2 separate regions of the Zea mays genome follow, and region 2 is linked to region 1. A link is a contact called in public Hi-C data. All regions are on one chromosome and are shown on one strand. Each heading gives the region's core, a stretch centred on a gene start, on an enhancer-like site or on the middle of the called end of the contact. The rest is flanking DNA. Distances are from core to core; before and after follow the strand shown. Region 1 holds the start of LOC100279264. Region 2 holds the start of LOC100278543.

The links. A called contact is a pair of places that touch in the nucleus more often than the background predicts.
Region 2: a Hi-C map of leaf shows a contact between it and region 1, with 7 times the contacts expected there. The contact joins the promoter of LOC100278543 here to the promoter of LOC100279264 in region 1. A contact is called at or near these places in 2 of 25 Hi-C or Micro-C datasets (leaf and tassel).

The regions. Positions count from the first base shown.
Region 1 is chr5:9,134,675-9,141,405 of Zm-B73-REFERENCE-NAM-5.0, forward strand. LOC100279264 reads right to left here and starts at 2,255. Exons shown (of 6, transcript NM_001152285.1): 1 at 2,049-2,255; 2 at 1,923-1,968; 3 at 1,729-1,843; 4 at 882-1,627; 5 at 107-211. The coding sequence starts at 2,119. It overlaps LOC100279709, which reads right to left. Exons shown (of 8, transcript NM_001360990.1): 8 at 6,218-6,591. The coding sequence ends at 6,449.
Region 2 is chr5:9,696,105-9,702,917 of Zm-B73-REFERENCE-NAM-5.0, forward strand. It overlaps LOC100278543, which reads left to right and starts at 2,853. Exons shown (of 4, transcript NM_001365306.1): 1 at 2,853-3,239; 2 at 3,396-3,591; 3 at 3,666-3,739; 4 at 4,902-5,179. The coding sequence starts at 3,010. The coding sequence ends at 3,695. It overlaps LOC100273968, which reads right to left and starts at 2,606. Exons shown (of 15, transcript NM_001148355.1): 1 at 2,301-2,606; 2 at 1,600-1,764; 3 at 990-1,079; 4 at 741-869. The coding sequence starts at 2,528. LOC100283856 reads right to left here. Exons shown (of 7, transcript NM_001158172.1): 7 at 6,557-6,813.

The DNA of each region.
Region 1 (6,731 bases), core at 1,005-3,504:
CACCGTGCGGTTAGTGAAACGAGGCGGTGTGGGTGGGCGGCGGCTGGGCGCCCAAAAACAACAAGGAAGAAGCACAGCGGAGAGGGAATGGTCGAGCGAGCCTGACATGAGTGGCCCTCCGCTCCACCGCGGCCACGAGGCACCGGGAGACCTTCTGCCGCTCGGCGCTGCTGTCGACCGTGCCCCCGTCCTTGTGCCGGATGTAATATTCCTGCGTTGATGATGCCAAGGACGACGACACAGTGTCAGTCTGTGCCGTGGGCGTATAATAGGGGTGATTAGTGCTGGGAATCTGGGCCGGGCTTTTCGGGCCAGCACGAGCACGGCCCGGCACGAAATAATATGGGCCGAGCTAGCACGGCCCGAAGGCGGGCCTGGGCCGGGCCTCAAATTTCGACCCGTCGGGCCCCCAGCACGGCACGCATAGATGGGCCGGGCTTGGGCCGGCACGGCCCAATTAAGCCCAATCTGTTTAATCTCTTTAATTTACTAAGATATTGACTTTATATTGTTGTTATATTTAGAGTTTATGTGGTTAAATGATGCTATAATTGTTTAATATCTTTAATTTAGTAAGATATGAACTTTACATGATTATAATATTTTGATTTTATGTGGTTAAATATACGGGCCGGGCTTGGGCCGGCACGGCCCAACGAAGGCACGGCGTGGTTTAGGGCCGGACTGGGCTACTGTTTTTATACTTCGGGCTGGCACGGCACGGCCCAAAAATTGTTTGGGCTTTCTTGGCCCGAACCCGTTTGGCACGAAGCACGATGGGCTTGAGCCGGGCCGGCCCGGCACGGCCCAATTCCCAGCACTAGGGGTGATCATGCAACATGAACCGCTAACACTAACGCACACGTGGTGATACTAAATACCTGAATGGCGAGAACCCCCTGGGACCCGACGGTAGCGTGGAAGACGACGTACTGCATGTCGGTGAGCGCGCACACCGTGTCGAAGAGCAGACTGGGTCGGTCCCTGCTCGTCATCTTGACGACGACGTAGCCCCGCTCCTCCCAGCTGTCGACGGACACCCGCGTCGCGGCGCGGGCGCGGCGGGCCGTCCGCGCGGTGGTCGCGGCCTTGTCGCCCACGCCGAAGAGCCCCTCGTCGACGGGGGTCGGCGCCGGGCCGGACTCGTAGTCCCGGTCGTCGCGCATGAGCTGGTGCAGGCGGCGCTCCGTGTGGACGCGGCCCCGCGCGGGCCCCGACACGCGCGTCCAGTGTCGCTCGCCGGCCACGTTCTCGCGCGCGCCCACCACGGCCTCCACCAGCCGCTCGACGCGCGCCCACCGGCTCGGGAGCGGCGGCGTGACGTACAGCACCCCGGCCGCGCGGCCGTTGTGCGTCCACGCCTGCCCCGACGCGACGTGGCAGCCGCTGTCGGCCAGCACGGACGTGATGGACGACAGCAGGCCCGGGCGGTCGTTCACCGTGAACTCGAGCGCGGCGCAGCCCGACACGTCGGGGCCGGCCGGCCCCACCACGTTGCCGAGGCACGTGGTGAACCTGGGCGACGCGCAGTTGACGGTCCGGTGGAACCGCACGAGCGCGCGCTGGATGAACTCGGGGAGCGACGGGTCCGTCAGCTTGCGCCCTGTCCGGTCCGTCACATGGAACACTGCATTGTGCAAAACAGAACAGTGGCATACATTCCGTCACAGCTTGCCATGGCATTCAAAAAAAAATTGACAAGAAACAGGAGGAGCAGGCAGTCCTTGCCATCCATGAGCCAGCCGCCGTCGGAGCAGATGTACGACTTGGAGATGACGAGGTCGAGGTCGGTGAGCAGCTGCACCATGTCCAGCAGCACGCCGTCCCGGTTCACGCTGTCGACCTGGGAACGCGAGACACACCAAATCAAGAACAGGAGGAGGAGGAGGCTATGCTCGGCTCTGTTCGTCGCGAGAGCAAACCTTGACGAGCGTGCAGTCCTCGCGCGTCTCGTTATCGACGACGACCCTGCAACCAGCCAGCCACGCGGAGATCGTCAAGAGCCGCCGCCCAGACGAGAAGAGGAAGACAGCGGAAGGGATGCGTACCCGGGGGTGCCGAGGCGGTCGAGGAGCGGGTCGAAGTCCGGCTCGAAGTACGCGCCGGAGACGCACTTCATCGCCACCGATCTTACTTGACAGGCACGAGAAACGCGCCCCGTGTTCACATGCGATGCGACGCCGCGGGTCGCCGGCGTGGCGGCGCAATGGCGGCACGCTCGCTGGGGACGCGGCAACGATCGCTTTTGCCGTTGGGGGGACACGGAGGCGACGAATCCAACGGATCAGGCCGGCGGTTATATAGGTGGACCGTGAGGAGGCGGAGATCACCTTACGTTTCTGGTTACGGCCGCTGCGCCACGTCGGACGGGCGCGCGGACACGTGGCGGAGGCACCCTGGTTGCTGGCGTATCCTTTGTCCGGTTCGTTGCTGAATCCTTCCGACTCCACGTTTCTTGTGTCTTTTTTTCTTCTAATAATCATAATTTAGATAAAAATAATTAAATTAATATATTGGTATATTATCTTAAATCATATAAGAGAGATAATTATATACTACACTTATACTATAGATAAGCAAGTATAAGAATGTGTTATAGGTTATACATTAGAAAAGTAACATGTAAATCTATAGAATCAATTTTTATTTCTCACCCTATAAATTTAAGATATGTTTATATATAAACTCCGGAAAGTTGTGGAATGCCATGTTCTAAAAAAAAATACTATACTCCACTAGTTAGATTCTAATTCCTCAAAATAGAGGAAAACAAACGGGTCCTTAGGTGGACTCCAACGGTCCACTACCCGCTCCCCCTATCGCCTCCGGGGTGGAGCTATGCTCCCCGGCCGACGCCCCCTAGGGGCCCTCCGTCGAGGGAGAGAGAAGATTTTCCCTCTATTGATGATAGGGATGACAATTTAACCAGTAAACCTGAAATCCGACGCGTACCTGACCTGATGGGTGCGAGTGCTGGCGAATATTTTGACCCGTGGGTGCAACCCGCACTCGATCTGAAGTTTCGCGGGTGTGAGTGCGAGTTTCTATTTTAACCCGCAGGGTGACCCACACCCAAACCAAAATGTTGTTCATTCTTTAGTTTGCGCAAAAATGTTCAAGATACAATGGTAATTATTTTGAATAAGTAACTTGGCTAATGATTCATAAAATGTTTTGTTGTTGCTCAACGTGAGAAAGCTTAAAATTCATAGATATAACTCACTTATTAACAATACTAAATTTCTTATAGCTAATCTATTGTTTAAAAGTGTACACAAAGTAAAAACCCGTAGGGTGACCCGAAACCCAACGAGTTCGGGTTTCGAATTGCATCCGCGGGTGTGAACTGGCGGGTTTAAGTAGACTTCACGGGTGTGGTCGTGGACGGGTTTTTGCTCCACCCGACCCATTCCCATCCCTAGTTGATGGAGTGAGATCTAATCTCCCCCATCCGTTAATTACTGCATTTAGTTACAAAATGAATTAGTTTAAAGCTCTATAATTTGATAACAATGTGTATTACGGTATTACAAATATGATATTATTTTTAAAAACTCCAAAAGTGATATATAAAAGGCAAATGACTCAGTTAAAGAGTAAATAGTGCTGGATACGGGGAATGGTTGGAGAGAAAGAGAAATATGGGAAAGAATAGTTGAGAGATGTATTTAAATATGAATAGAAAGTATGAATAAGGGGATTTGGGACGTGGAATGGTTAGTTTATTATGCTACCGTACCGATCCTTAGGCTTAGCACAATATACATTCACGCGTCAAACAGCATCGGCTGTTCAGTCCAATGTTCGTTTATATCGGATTGAATCCGATTGAGATCAGGAGCTATTCCAACTATTCAATGTTAATACAAAATAAACAAACCAATTCATTTGGAACGGTTCTGCCATTCCGATGTAAGCGAACGGGGCAAACGGTCAACGGGTTCCGGGCGGCTCGACTGGAGTGTGTGGAGTACGTAATATATTGTGTCTCACCACATCAGCAATGTACAGAAAATCCAAGTGTTCCGATCCCAGTCCACACAGTTAAGGCTTTGTTCGTTTATACCATTCTAGCTCTGGATTAACATGTATTAGAATTAAATCCATGTCACAATTTATACCCCAAAATAATCTAAGACTACTTTAATTTTTTTATTCGGTTAAAACCATTATAAAATATAACCTAAGGATTTAGAAATTTTTTAAATTATGGAAGACATGGATTATATCCATAGCTCATTAGTTATGGAACATATCCATGAAGATATTACACAAGTTTACATTAGAATTTATGGATCAAAAGAATAACTAGATTTGAGAGATATGGATTAGTTGATGGATTTAATCCCACCATGAAATTAGGTGTGAGATATAGATTCACACAATCCATATCTGGATTAAATCCATGATGAGATTTCATCCCATATAAGGCTTTGTTCGTTTACACCAATCCCGCTCTGGATTAGCATGGATTGGAATTAAATTCATGCCTCAATCCATGCCCCAAAATAATTCATGACTACTTAATTTTTTTTTATTCGGTTAAACCCATCATGGAATATAACTCAAAGGTTTGGGAATTTTTTAAACTATGGAAGACATGGATTCTATCCATAGCCCATTAGGTATGGAACAAATCCATGAGATATTGCACAAGTTTACATTAGAATCCATGGATCAAAAGAATAACTAGCTTTGAAAGTCACATGGATTTGTTGATGGATTTAATCCCACCATGGGATTGGGTGTGAGATATGGATTCACCCAATCCATATCCGGATTAAATCCATGATGGGATTATATCCCATGTAACCGAACAAGGCCTAACCGAATAAGTGCTAATTGGGAAGCCATGACATTGATATCGCCGTCGCGCCACTTGCACGAACCAACCAAGGGCGCCGCCTAGCTTATACCGGCAGTTTAGGATAAATAAATCTTACGATCTTGTTGACGCGATGCGTGCAATTGCAGACCAAACCATGGCGAATCCATGGTACTTGGTACGGGGTTTTGCCTTGAGCACGGGGCAACAGGAATGCCGTAGGCTGCGCCGCCGGCTGAGCGCTTCCGGCTGCTTCGCTTCGGTTTGATCCAAGGACAAGGAGACGTTTTTGTTTTGCCCTGCTGGCCTGGATGTTTTCAGGTAGGTTGTCCGTTACATGTCGATGCGCTTGTCAGATGATCGGGTTATACTTGCTCTCTTTTTTATTTGTCACATTTTAGTTCACAAATGAACTAGTCGACGACAAATAATCGTAAACCGATGTGCTATTAAACTACTCTATACTTGTACGGATGCACGGGCAGTTCGTTCATTTTCCACGTGTATTGGGAGCGACAGGAAGCTTGTTTAGGGCTAGTTTAGTAACTCCAATTTCCAAAAGATCCCTAATTTCTCAAGTGAAAATAAACTAATTCACCTTGAAAAAAATTGAAATAAAACAAATAGGGTTCCTAAACCCGCCCTTAACAAGAAAACCACTCCAAGCGTGTGATTGTTGTATACAGCTAGCAATGAATCTTGAGTTTTTAGAACATCTAATCTCCAGCCTAGCCAGCTAGGGGTGGTAATGAATCGTGCTCCAGATGCTTCTTCACAAAATGTTAAGATCCTATATAAATTTTAATTCACAAATGAAATAGAGGTCGATCCTAATTCGATTTCGACCCTTAAATCTTATCGTGTAAAATTTAGATTCATTGTCATCCCTAATCATGGCAGCATGTGTCAGTATTACCGACAGCACAGGGTATGGCTGCTTTATGGTGTGCTTTTACTGTTTTCCATCAAAAGCGACGGTGAGAGTTGAAGGCTGTGGATACAAAAAAAAATGTGATTCAACCAACACACTAAGAGGGGTGTTTGGTTTGAGGAATCACTTCATCCAAATTGAGGTGGTGCATTATGAGTTCATTTCTCAAATTTGGTGGGATAACCCAATTCCTCATATTAGTACTAACTAACAAACTTTGAGGAATGATATGGTGATGGATTAACTCATTTCATTCTACAAACCAAACAAAAATAGTGATGAGTGAGAAAATGATGGACTAACTCATTTCTCAAACCAAACGCCCCATAAGGGCTAGTTTGGGAACCACAATTTCCAAAGGAATTTCTATTTTCCTAAGTAAAATTAATTCATTTTCCCATGAGAAAATAGAAATCCTTTGAGAAATTGAGGTTTCCAAACTAGCCCTAAGATAACATAACTCAAACAAAACATCGTGTATTGAGATGCTCATCGTCCATGCTGGTCAAGCCCAAGACCAAGCTCTTACTGAAATGCGTTCTGAGATCCAATGGAATAATTACCCATGGTTTTGGTTACTGAATCCAACTAGATCCTGAATGGTATTTCATGGTACTAATCACCTGAAAGAGGACTAGTATACCATAAAGATGACTGAGAGAACTGTCCTTAGATTACCTGCATTGCTGTCTTTACCGGTGTTTAGCATCTGACCAGAGCATGAGAGCAGATAGGAGGGATATCGTGGCTGTCTCAACCCGTAGCCTGCATGGACCAAGACCAACAGGGGCCGCACCTGCTGATTTCAGTGAATGTACCTCCTCTGCTGTGAAGTCTGAGAAATATGGATGGTCATATTGGATCCACTAACATAACAATAAGACATCATGCATGATTTTCTTTGGAGACGAGGTTCTTTCTTTTGAAGTTAAAAATACTCCCTTAATCAGCGGTACTATAAAGTTTAACATAAGC
Region 2 (6,813 bases), core at 1,603-4,102, 560 kb after region 1:
CCCCATAAAGATTGGTAGTCATCTGACTGTCCCACCTCTTACCAACAATAGAAATTACTTCATCAATTAGTCGCTCTTTGTGTTCCGAAGCTTCCTTGATGCTCTTTTTTTATAGTCCATGGCGGCCCACATTTCAGCCATTGCTGGTCTCTACCATTTCAGCCTAACAAGATCTCTACCATTTGTCTTGGTCCTCATCAAGTCTTAAATCCTTCCTTGTCCATTGATCAACCTGGTCATCTTCTTTGCTTTAGCAATGCAGCCACTAAACTCTTTTATCTTCCCAATAACCTCCAGCATGAGATCCAAGTAGTAGGTAGCACAAGGTGTCCAAAATAAGGTAGGAAACTTACTAGGGTTTGAGATGGTTGGGTGGGTTCACATTTTTATACCTAGGCCCAAATAAGTCGCCCGACTCAAATGCTATGACTAGTCGACGAGTCGAGCGACTAGCAGAGAAAGTCGAGTCGTCCGACTAGCAGAGAAAGTCGAGTCGCTCGACTTTAAAACCTTGAATCAAAATCACCATATGCAAATACATGGGGAAAAATTAAACTATAGCTCAATTAAGAAAAATGGAATAACAGAAATTTCTTTTTATTATTTTATTAGACTGTGACAGAAAATATAGCATCACAAATTCAACGCTAGCATTCTTCTTTACATTGCAGGGCCAATGAAATATGTAAACAAAATGAAAGTAAACAAAAATATATATATGAACGACAACTGGAGAGCACCTCATCAAGAATCATCATTGAAAGTGACTCTTTAACTGCAGGTCCACGAATAATTCCCTTTGATATGCATGTTGCAACACAAGCTGGAGTTGATACGAGAATGTTAGGGGGGCCAGACAATGCAACAGTCTGCAAAAAACAGGCAAAAGTAAGTTAGTTACTTGAGACAATAGACATAATAATAATAATAATAACAAAACATGGGTAACAAGTGGAGAAAATAACAATGGAACAGAATAGAATTCTCACAATATCCTTATCCGACATGCTCGCGGTAACTTGCACAACCCTCAATTTGCATGTACAGAGCTCAAGGAGAGATAATGCCTCATTATACACCTATATCAAGCAAGTCGAGACAGCAGTGTTAGCTTCCTGTTTAGCAAAGATGAAAACAAGGGGAAGGAAAATTATATCATACCCACATGATATTAATAGCCAGCAAATTAAAAATACATCAAAATAGTGAATATAAAAACATGTGTTTGCACTTCACTTGTCCAATGGGGAATCTCCATCTGTGCACCACCTGATGTGCATTTTTCACCTATACCACTCAACAAATCAATGACATGGAGTCTGGTTCTACACGTTATTGAAATATGTTGATGATATGAAAGGTATATATCAAGTGGTGGTGCAGATGAAAATATTCCACATCCAAATATAATCCAATCAGCTACTACATGCGTGTTTTATAGTCCAAGAACTAAATAAACATTGCCAATGAATAGCATGTATAATTCATATGTATCCAAGTGAGATGCAAAACATAACTACTACAGCTAGCATTGAAACAACTAAAATCCCCAAACTTAGTCATCGAACACTCACAGAAAAGTAAGCTAAGGTTCACTACCTGGTGGCATAAATCTCGAGTAGGAACCAGGATGAAAGCATTTGGTGCAGGTTTTCGTATACGTCCTTCTGAGGACAACTTCAGTAGCTCGTGCAGAAGTGGGAGAAGATAGGCAAAGGTCTTCCCAGAGCCAGTCTTGGCCTTTGCAACCACATCCTTCCCTTCCTGGAACCACAATGTTCAGTTGTTGACTAGAGGCCAAAATTACAGAAAACAAAATCTGTTGCACAAAAACTAGATATCTATCTTGATGTACAATATATAGGTCATAACAGTTTTTGCACCAGATCATCCTTGTGTTACACTTGGCTAAAACTAAAGTTAGCATAGGATCATCATCTTTGATGCCGAATAAATAGGCTATAGCAGTTTTTTGCAGGCAACCAATCCCGGGAGTTGACTAGACAATGCAGGCTATTCAAATAATGCTACGGTTTGCAGAATGCCCATGACCATCACACTTATCAGAATTAACTTCTTCCAAAGAAAAGGAGCTGAAATTCCATATTTCCTGCATCATTTTTCCATTAGTTTCTTACTACACCCTAATAGCATGGCAATGCTACAGCGATCATTCGCAAACACCACCAGACCCAGGCCTTGAAGCTGATTGGATAGCAGAGGCCAAACGTCTGGACTGAATACGCACGAATCAGAAAAGAAGCACACTAAAAGCAAGATGAAAGCCATAAACCACGCACCAGGATGAGCGGGATGGCTTCCCGCTGTATCGGGGTGGCCTTGAGGATGCCCTTCTTCCTCAACGCCCTCTTCAGCTGCTCGTCCAGGCCAAGTTCATCGAAGCTCACCTCCACTTCTTCCTCCTCTTCCTCCTTCCTCTCCTCCCTGCTGCAGGCGGCAGCTTCCGGGATACTATCCTCCCCAACAGCGCTGACTACTTCCTGCCCAGCCTCCTCCGCTGTATCCATCTCAGTCTCAGGGGTGGCTGTTACGGTTACGGCCCTAGGCTCTAGCCGGCGGCGGCGGTGTGTGAGGGCGCCGCAAAGATTGTGGCAGCGGATGAAGAGGAAACGCGAGTGCGCACGAGGAGAAGAAACCCTCAACCTCAAGTAGTCAAGTGGGCCGTTCTTTGCGGCGGCGGTTGAAGAGGAAACGCGAGCGCGCACGAGGAGAAGAAACCCTCCACCTCAAGTGGGCCGAGTTTTGCAGCTTTCCGATTTTGCCCCTGCATCCAACGGCGGAAACAGCGATACGAATATACTTGGATTGAAGGTTTATGGGGAACCCGACCTGTTCTGGTGTTCCGCTCTGCCGAGTCGATGAGAAATAGCCGCCGGGTTCACAGTTCACTTGCAGTCGCAGTCGCAGTCGCAGTTGCTGGTTGCTTTGCTCCCCACATTTGTCGACGGTCGCCGTCGCCGGTTCCTCGTGCAACGCACCGCGCTAACGATGGCCGAGACGGTGGGCTTCGCGAGCGGCGACGCGGCGGCGTGGCGCGCAGCGCTGGCCGCGTACGACCGCCGTCTCGCGGCCCTAGACAAACCCGACCTCGTGGCCGTGGACTCCTTTTACCGCCACGACCTGCCCGCGCTCCTGCGCTGCCGTGACCCGGATCCTTTCCTCGCCAAGCCCGAGCTGGTGCGCCTCCTCCAGTGGAAGCTCTCTCGCGGCAAGTGGAGGTCAGTCCATCTGCCTTTCTTCAACTATCATGCTGTTGCTAGCTTGTTCACGCTCCAGCTTTTGGATCCTGTAGGGCGTGGTCCGGTCCTTGCCTTGATGGAAAAATGTTCACAAGTATGCTGCCGATTCGATTAAGATTGGGTTTTTGTTGCCAGACCGAGGCTGATGGATTTCGTCAAGGGCTTGGACGACGCCGTGGTGGAGTCGGCGTCGCGCAAGGCGTTCGCGGCTTTGCCCGACCTCAGAAGGGCCATCACCGAGCTTACCGTGCTCAAGGGAGTCGGACCCGCCACTGCGTCCGCCGTGCTCGCTGCGTATGCACCTGATGTCGCACCGTTCATGTCTGACGAGGTGAGCCTTGTGCATAAAATGTCTTAGTGCGTGGTGACTGCAATGATCAGATCTTGTGTAGGCGATGGTAGCAGCCTTGGGCAATTCAAAGGAGTACACTCTGAAGCAGTACCTTGCATTTGCTGATAAATTGCAGGCAAAAGCGAAGGTAGGTACACGGCTACGAATGAGAAATTGCTAACAACGTTTGCAAAGCTTAGCTACTTCTTCTGGTCGTCTGAAGTATTCAGCGCAACTAAATGTAATCTTACGGTTTTGAGTCAGGTGCTCGGATGGCTGCAGTTCGCAGCTGGTTAATGCTTTGTTTAGTTTTGTCCAAGCTAAAAAGTATCATAGTCTATATACTAAAGTGGAAAAAAATAAGCGGTTACCTTAGATATAGCTAACTTATTGCAGAATTTTGTGCTTCGTGTGTTGAACCCTTTCCACCTGGACAAATTGGAAGAGCTCATTGTGCTACTTTAAAAAGGCGATCCCGATTTACCTGTATGAATAGCATCCAGTTCTGCAATTTAACAACACTTCTTCAAATGCTAGCATTAAAGTTGAGGCGTATGCTGGTAAATTTGAAACGCATGCACCAAGACACCGGTAGTTTTTCACCTGCTTGTCTTTGCATTCCATTCCAAGTTCCAGTTGGCACACTAGGGAAATAGTTACAAAGCATTTTTCAGTATGTTGAAACTTGAAAGCTTGCAAACTGCTCTGCAGTGCTAACTTTTACACTAGTTCGATTAGAGCTGTCTCCAAGAGTTCCCCCAAAACTCACTCTCAATCTTGTTTCTTTAGCAAGTTTGAACAAAAGCTTTCTCCATCAACTCTTTATTTGAAATCTCAATCTTTCTGTACTCGGGAAAATCAATCTAATAGTGCCAAAAATGTACTTTGTATCAATTGGCCAATATAGAGATGGTCGATATGGGGGGGAAATAAAGAGCAAAGACAAGTTCCCCATGTAAATATACAAGAGAAAAAAAAGCATAAAAATGGTTTAAGTGGTTTGGAAATAGCCCGGAATTTCTGATGCCAAATTGTCTTCTATCTTTTAGGAGCTAGATTTTGTAAACGATCGGAGAAACATAATAAATGTGTGCGTAACTTTTTTTAGCCACTTGGAGAACTCATTGATTTGCCAGTTTCGTTTAGTAACTATTGAATATGCTCTTAGGCTGTAAGTGTCATTTCAAATATAGATTTCAGACTCATACAAATCGGACGAGCATTGAATAAGAAAAGAATAATTTTATATTTGCATCCACAGTAGACAGTACTTGATTGCCATTTGACTGATATTTATGTTGACCTTGAAGGAACTGAGCATAGGAGAAGAAAGTTTCACACCCTCAGATGTCGAGAGAGCACTGTGGAGCTCGGCAATTGCGTCCAAGTCACCACCAAGCGGTAACCCAAAGAGGGAATCAAAGATGCATGGCAAGAGGAAAAGATGATTTACACCGCGCTTCTTTATTGAGGCTAAAAGGGTTTTAGTAGCTGCGGGTCTTAGATTCTTAGTTGAACACTTGTTTTTGTAACCTGCGGAATGGAATCCTTTGGTGGAGTATAATTTGAAATCCTTAGTTGACCAAAACACTTTATTTCCTACATGCCTACCAGTGACCCTCGCTACATGAGCTCGGATGCATCGTGCATGTGTATTTCAAGACTAATGCACCCGTTGTTGCTATTGCTGAAAATATGTGCCGGTCTTTTTGAACACCACGAGCACGGCCTAAAGATAGAAGCCAAAAACATGGTTCGATACGAAAATATGGATTGGACTAGCACGGTCCAAATGCAGACCTGAGTCGGGTCTCAAATTTTGATCTATTGGGCTCCTGCTGGCCGCTCACATGGGTCAGGTTTGGGCCGGCATAGCCCAATTAAAGCTTGTATTGTTTAATTTCTTTAATTAAGTAAGTTATAGACTTTATATTATTGTAATATTTTGATTTTATATAGTTAAATATTGTTAGCATTGTTTAATATCTTTAATTTATAGTAAGATATAAATTTTATGTGGTTCAAAGCAGCAAGTGTCATTCTAAGCCAAAATGTTGTTTTTTACCCGAGAATCTACACATGTGCAATACTTGATGGATTGAAGGAAGTCAAAGGGAGAGTTCCGTATAGGGGGTGGTGAAGGGGCTCAACAGTTTCGAACCGTAGTGATATCACGCCTCGGTCGCACACATCTGGCTTTTGGGGTTCGGGATCATAGCGTGAGCTATGGCCAAGTGCCTCCATTCTTCCTCCACGGGATCAAGGCGATAAATACCAGCTTCTTTCCTCCACGGGATTCGTACATCGGATGAGGATTCCTACAACGGTAGATGAATTCTAGAAAGGGCAAAACCTACGGGTGCACCAGGACGAGTACCTTCTTTTTATTGATCCACTGGAATATCTACTAAAGGAAATTTGCCATACACTTGTTCTGGTTCCTTTCATCGGCGTTGTAAGCGCGTTCTTATTCCGTTTTCTTGGATGTTTTAGTAAAAAATAAATTCTTTTTCTGGAACTCGCAATCTGGAGGATTCGAACCGTAGTGAGATTATCTAGCAATCTCGAAATATCGTATCTACTAGTGCCGGGGGGAGGAATCGAAATCTATATGCCCTCTCGGGTTCTTCCCTTTCCACCAGTCACTCGGAAAGCTTGGACCGTCACGATCTAACGAAGACACGATGTGCTTTAGAGTCAACCTAGACCACTGTTTTTAATCTTTGGGCTAGCACAGTATGATCCAAAAAAAAATTTCGACCTTTTTTGGCCCAACCCCATTTGACCCAAAGTATGATGGGCTCAGATGGGCCTGGACCAGCTCAATTCCCAAACAGTAGTTGTTCCTAGAGGAATAATCAGCAAAGAGCTTGATGCTCTGTCATTTCTATTGTTACCGAATACCGAGGAACGTCTCATGATCTAGTCCGCCTTTTATATAGGGATTATTTGGTTGCCTGCATCTGTAAGATTGGGGCTGAGCCTTTTCTTGCTAACCTGGCTAAGAGCGTGTAGTGTCCTTACACCAGCACGTCAAGTTAGTGGCTAAATGAACAAAAAGCACATCTTTTGAACCTATCCAAATCTACATCGCCCAAGCTCATAAATGGAACTCGTGCTACAGGTCCTCAACAGCAACAGAAGAACCATTTTATCAAGCTGCCGGCAACAATTGATTACATATACAAGGCACAACTGATTCCCGCGTGATCCGGTCCCAGT